Regions from separate parts of the Sus scrofa genome. Here region 2 is linked to region 1. Evidence: chromatin contacts called from public HiChIP or PLAC-seq data. All regions are on one chromosome and are shown on one strand. Each heading gives the region's core, a stretch centred on a gene start, on an enhancer-like site or on the middle of the called end of the contact. The rest is flanking DNA. Distances are from core to core; before and after follow the strand shown. Region 1 overlaps BFSP2 (phakinin). Region 2 holds the start of CDV3 (protein CDV3 homolog).

Region 1 (2,700 bases), core at 112-2,611:
TAGTTAAAGCAGCATCGCTTTAGGCTGTAGTTGCCTGATCTTTCTCATCCCAGACCCTTTCCTCACACCCCCTTGCACTGACCCAGGTCCTGTCAGAGGATGACCGGGAGAGAAGTGGAGCCACGAGATGTGTGTCGTGTTGTGGCAAAGACTGAGCATCTCCTCTGAGCTGGCTGGGTGTGCTGTGGCCTTGTTGGCCGAGGACAAGGGACTAAGTGAACTGAAGACAGTTGAAGGAAGGGAACTGGGGTGATGGGGTGATTTTTGGCAGCAGGAAAAGTAGTTTCTGCGGGGAACCAACTAGAATGAGCTAACTTGGTGACAGGCTGTGGCTCCAGTGGGGGCTGGGGGGCAGGGCTGATGGTTTGGTGATAGAGCTGATGTAGATGGCAATACTGAGATGAGGGTGCATGGGGTGTGTGGAAGAAAGGGTACTCGAACAGCCAACAGCTTAAGGCTGATGGGGAAGAGGGGCTTCTTGGACCTCGGTGAAGTCCAGACTATCTCAGCTGCGCAGGGATTGCATGAACCATTCCTCGTGCACTTGGGTGTGTTCAGTACACATGGGGATTGAATCAGTACACAGGGCCCCCAGGAGGGGGCATCCAGGAGGAGCTGTGCTTGACCCCCTGGGATGCAACTTCAGTCCATCCCAGAGATCCGAGGGTAGATTGCTGTATTATTAATAATTATTTTAACCAACAATACTAATTCATAATGCAAGAAATCTGTTCACACACCACAATGAGTCTGAAGAGCTAACTCGCTTACTAGTTTTGCTTGGATTCCCCAGAAGCAGAGCCTGACACAGGGATCCTGGCACATGTCAGTAATGAAGTGTTTCCTTTCAGAAAAATGGGGAGCTAGGGAGAGCAATGCAAAGTGTTAAGCCAGGAGGTGGTTTCGGCTGGAATCCGGCTACAGCCTGACCCAGTGGAGAGCTCCTGAGCAGGAGGATTTCTCCACAGAGGAATCCACTTTGGAGCAAGTGGGCTGGGCTCTTAAACCCTGTCAGTCAGCCACTGGCTGATGGCTGAGTCTGGGGGCGGGCCTATGGGCCTAGGCCAGGTGTCTTCTGCTGAGGGCAGTTCCCTGGGCCTCTATGGCGGTCAGGGGCCAGGTTTCAGGGCAGCACCCTGGTGGAGGGTATTTCGATGGGACACTAACTGTGTTTACTACACTTGCCATTTGGTATCGGACGATCCTTTGCAGGCCTCAAACTCCTATGTTCCCGTATGAGTACAATTAGACAGTCGAGAGTTAAATTTGGCTCAGGAAAGGCCAGGGCTCTTCCTGGCCCACTTACCAGGGCCCGGAGGGATTCCGTCTCAGCCTGTAGGCTCTGGACTTGGCAGGAAGTGTTGTGCAACTCCACCCTGAGAGCAGCGGCCAGCTTCTCTTCCTGGGTCTGGGCCCTGCGGGCCACCTCCGCCTGTTGCTGTGGAAAGTCAGCGGTGAGCAGGAGGGAGCCAGGGCCCCGACCCGGCCTTCCCTCGCACCCTCTCCAGTTACCACTCTGCTGCCTCTAACACAGAGGAAAGAGCCGTTTGTCTTAAAAATCACTTTTTCTATAGGTGCCCACACCTATAGAAATGCTTTGGGATACCACACCTATGGAGTGCCTTGTATTCCAATATTTACTTAGTTTTGAACATATAATGAAACCAAATAGAATAAAATTCCAAAGAGTTTCTAAAGGATATATAGGAGAAAGTCTCCTTTTCTTCCTGTGCCCTAATTATTCTGTTCTCCTGTTTCTAGTTTCTTATACCTCCTTCCAGAAATATTTCATACATTTAAAAATAAATCTGTATGCTCATCCTCCCTTGCTTTGGTACTTAACATATCTTAGCAATTATTCTGTATCAGTATACAGAGATGAATTACATTCTTTGCAAGGGCTGCATAGCGTTGCCTTGCCTGGAAGTACTGTAATTACTTGGCAGGTCCCCACTGATGGACATTTAGCTTGTTTCCAGTCTTGGCCTGTTATGAGCCATAGTGCAATCCTCACTTTCCATACATGGCAGGATCTCTGAGGGGTAAATTCCTGTAGTGGAACTGTTGAGTCAAATCGCAGGCATCTATGATTGTGATAAAAATCGGGCTGAATTGCCCTTAAGAGAATTTGTAACCCCCTCTAGCACTCCAATTGCCCCACACCTTTTTCAAACAAGGAATGAACCAACTTGATCTGATAGTCCCCGGTTTCCCTGTAAAAACCTGTCTGGCCACAATTGTGAATACAGGGGGAAGGTCTGTGTTTTGAAACTTCTCCCCAGAGCAAGATGGGCATTTTCTGATTCTTCCCATACATTCCGGGAGCAGGTCACTTTTCCTCCTCTTTGCTGGGAAAAGGGAAAACACAAGAGCTCACCCTCATTAACCCTCAGCACCATCTGATGAAATGTCTCCAAGCCAGTAATATAGGAGAAAATCAACTGCCTTTTCTCCCAGGTCACTGGCTTTCTGAATTTGCCATCTTTACCACGTATGAATACGTATTTACAGAATTATGCAAAAGCAGTCCAACCTCATTGACTGGCTAAGAAGTTCCACGTCAAAAGGCTTATATCTCAATACTAGTTCTGCCAGTTCTTGCTGTTTGAGGGCTATAAAGAACCCAACAAAGATGTACATCAAAGGCCTGGGAGCAGCTGAAGAACAGTAACCATGTGCCCGACTCTGACGGGGTACCTG
Region 2 (2,700 bases), core at 115-2,614, 76 kb before region 1:
CAGACTATGAAAAAGGGATTAAGTGGCTGGAGCCTAGGGTAAAGTGTGTACTCATTTTCTGGCCAAAGCCTTTGCTCAATCCAGGCTGGAGGACAAACGTGACTAAACTTTGTTACTTCCGCTGGGTCACTTTAAAAGGCACCAAAAAACCCCGAATGAAGTCAATAGTATTCCCACAACTAAACGCCTAGCTCAATCTTGCCATGAGACTTGCTTTCACGGGCTTCAGACCAAGTCGTGTCAATTCAAGCCGCCCCAAACGTGATGCTTAGAAAATTCGGCTCAGACTCCTGGGCTGAAGTCAGAGGCTAAATTACTGAGAGTCTACGTCACTCGATAGATGCACTTCCGACCCGGGTCGATTCCCCGGGAGGGTGCCACCGCCTGACTGCGTCCTGGCCTGAGCCAGGCGACCCAGGTCAGGAGCAGGGTGGCGGGGGTCCCGCGGGGAGCGCGAGACCGCCGGCAGTGGGAAGCCCGCGTCACGCGGCAGCTTCCTGAGCCCGACGGCCAGCCGGCCTGCCGGCCTGCCGGCCCCGGTGGCCCCTCCCCGACGCTCCCCCAGGCAGGCCGGCAGGCGGGGGCGGGCACATGGGCGCAAGCGCGCGGCCCGGGCCCCGACTCCCGGCCTCCCTGGCCCCTCACCTTTGTCAAAGCCTTGGTTGCGGGCCCGGGGCCCGCGGCCGCGGTGGTCCCGCCGTCGCCCGGCCGGGCCCCCGCGCCTGCCCCACCGCCCGCCGCGCTCGCGGCTCCGCTGCTCCCGCGGCGGCTCCCGCCGCGCCGCTGCTCCCGCGGCGACGCCCGCGGCGCTTGCCGCCCGGTTGCTCCGCTCTTTCTTTTCTTCTTGTCCCTCTTGGCGAAGAAGTTGTCCAAGCTCCGTTCTTCTGTCTCAGCCATGGCCGCTGCCTCCTCGGCCCGGATGGGTGGGGCCGGTGGCGGGCGCGGCCCGCGGGGCTCCGATCTCGGGGTCGAGGCCGGCTCGGCGCTCACGCTCCCGGGCGCGGCGACGCCTCAGCCCCGTGGGGTCGCCAAGGCGTGTGAGGTGGGGCAGATGGCTTCCCCTGTGTGCTGGCGAACGATGGTACGGCCCGCCTAAAGGCTCGCGTGCCGCTGAGGCCGCCCGAGCCCGTCCGGCTGCGGCTGCTACCAACACCGAGGCGTAGGATCCCGCCCGCTCCGCAGACGGAGAGGGAAAGGAACGCGCGGGCCGGAGGCTCTGGCGAGAGTGCTTGGCTAGCGGCGGCGCGTGCAGGAGGACGACGCGCGCACGCAGGCCCGGAGAGGAGGGGAAAGGGGGTGGGGAGGGGTGGGAAGGGGAGGAGGGAGGGCGGGCCACCAGAAGAGAGAGGCAGCGCCCGCGCCTGCGTACTTAGCTCCGCCCGCTACTGTGAGAGCGTAGAGGGGAGGGCGGTGGGAGGAGACGGAGGTGGGGCTGGCAAGGTAGCCAATCAGATGCCAGGATGAAGCGCTTAGGAGACAATCCCTGTTTCAGATGGGGCGGGGCCGTGGCTTGGGGGCGGGGAGAGGGTTTATGCTAAATAAGTGTCGTCATGATGACCCTTGTCTCTCGATTGGCCAAGGGTTTAGCCTTGAGGGCGGGCTTTTGGAGGGCTCATTGGTGACTTGGCTAAACAGGTCGGGTTGAAGGGGCGGGTAGGTCCGTCAGGGCGCATGCGTAGAGTACACGTGTGTCTGCTCGTCCAGTGCTAACTATGGCCTTGTAGTCTTTTGAACGTTATCGAAACGGAAAAGCACTGTGTTAAGCTAGCTATGTTAAAAACGGTACCATCCGTTCTGCTGCTCTCTGTACTTTCACCCTTTCTGGTCTGGCAACTACTCATCTTCATCATACACGATGATTATTACGAAAGTGAGGAGCCCGAGCTTGAAGTTTAGTTCTCATTTCCTAAATGATCTTGGTAAGCCGGTAGGTAGATAAAAGAGAATTGATTTTATCTGAACTCCACCCTCTCCTGGATATGGCTACTAAGATCAAGCTAAATAAATCTGAGCTTTGAGTTCTAGATCTGTAAAACAGAGAAGTTAGCTCCTGCAAGATATGTGGGGAAAGAGTAACTGTTAGCTGCCCAGTGTAGTGCTTAAAACACAATGGATGTAATAAATGATTTTTTTTAATACATTTAAATAGTACCTCCTGCCCTGGCTTGAGTCTAGATGATGACTGTAATCTATCATTAGCTTTTATCCCTGATAAGAGGAGGGAAATGGAACATAGAGATGGGGACCAAATGTGCTCATGCTATACCTAGCTGTACCATTTAAATACTTTCTGGGCCTTGAGAATGAAATGAATCCTCGCATATGAAAAAAGGGTCTAATGTAAGGTTATTAAACGTTCCACTTCCTCCTTCTAAAGACAGAGTAGAGAACTGTCACAACCACTGAGGAAATGACTCAGACGTATGTTAGTAGCCTTGTGGGGTAGATAGAGCACAGCCAGTAAATGGAACTACTTCTTGATCTTTTCCTTTATAGCTTTTCTGTTAAAATTTGTCACTCCCCCCCCCCCCAACACTACTATTAAAGCACTAAGTCCAGAATATGTCAAAGAAGCAAATCAAAGACCTGGCCTTGGCCAACAGCAAGCTTACATATTATTCCCCAGATATAAACTGCCCTCAACCACTCAGGATGAGTCTCTAGTTTACTTCCTTCTGTGACACCACTTTTCTTGTGATG

The links. HiChIP or PLAC-seq counts read pairs in DNA pulled down with a chosen protein or histone mark.
Region 2: an H3K27ac HiChIP or PLAC-seq map of alveolar macrophages shows a contact between it and region 1. The contact joins the promoter of CDV3 here to the enhancer-like site in region 1. A contact is called at or near these places in 2 of 47 Hi-C or Micro-C datasets (brain and fetal heart ventricle) and 1 of 2 datasets of contacts at active chromatin or transcription factors (alveolar macrophages).

The regions. Positions count from the first base shown.
Region 1 is chr13:74,628,447-74,631,146 of Sscrofa11.1, reverse strand. It overlaps BFSP2 (phakinin), which reads right to left. Exons shown (of 7, transcript XM_005669841.3): 5 at 1,307-1,438. Among named protein-coding and RNA genes, the nearest start is that of BFSP2, 72 kb to the right of the region's middle. Within about 2 kb of position 1,361, at least 20 of the 83 cell types and tissues checked have an H3K27ac peak or open chromatin away from gene starts, as enhancers often do. A contact at or near this core is called in alveolar macrophages and brain, where this site is marked.
Region 2 is chr13:74,704,015-74,706,714 of Sscrofa11.1, reverse strand. It overlaps CDV3 (protein CDV3 homolog), which reads right to left and starts at 1,364. Exons shown (of 8, transcript XM_021069464.1): 1 at 843-1,364; 2 at 794-840; 3 at 646-792. The coding sequence starts at 897.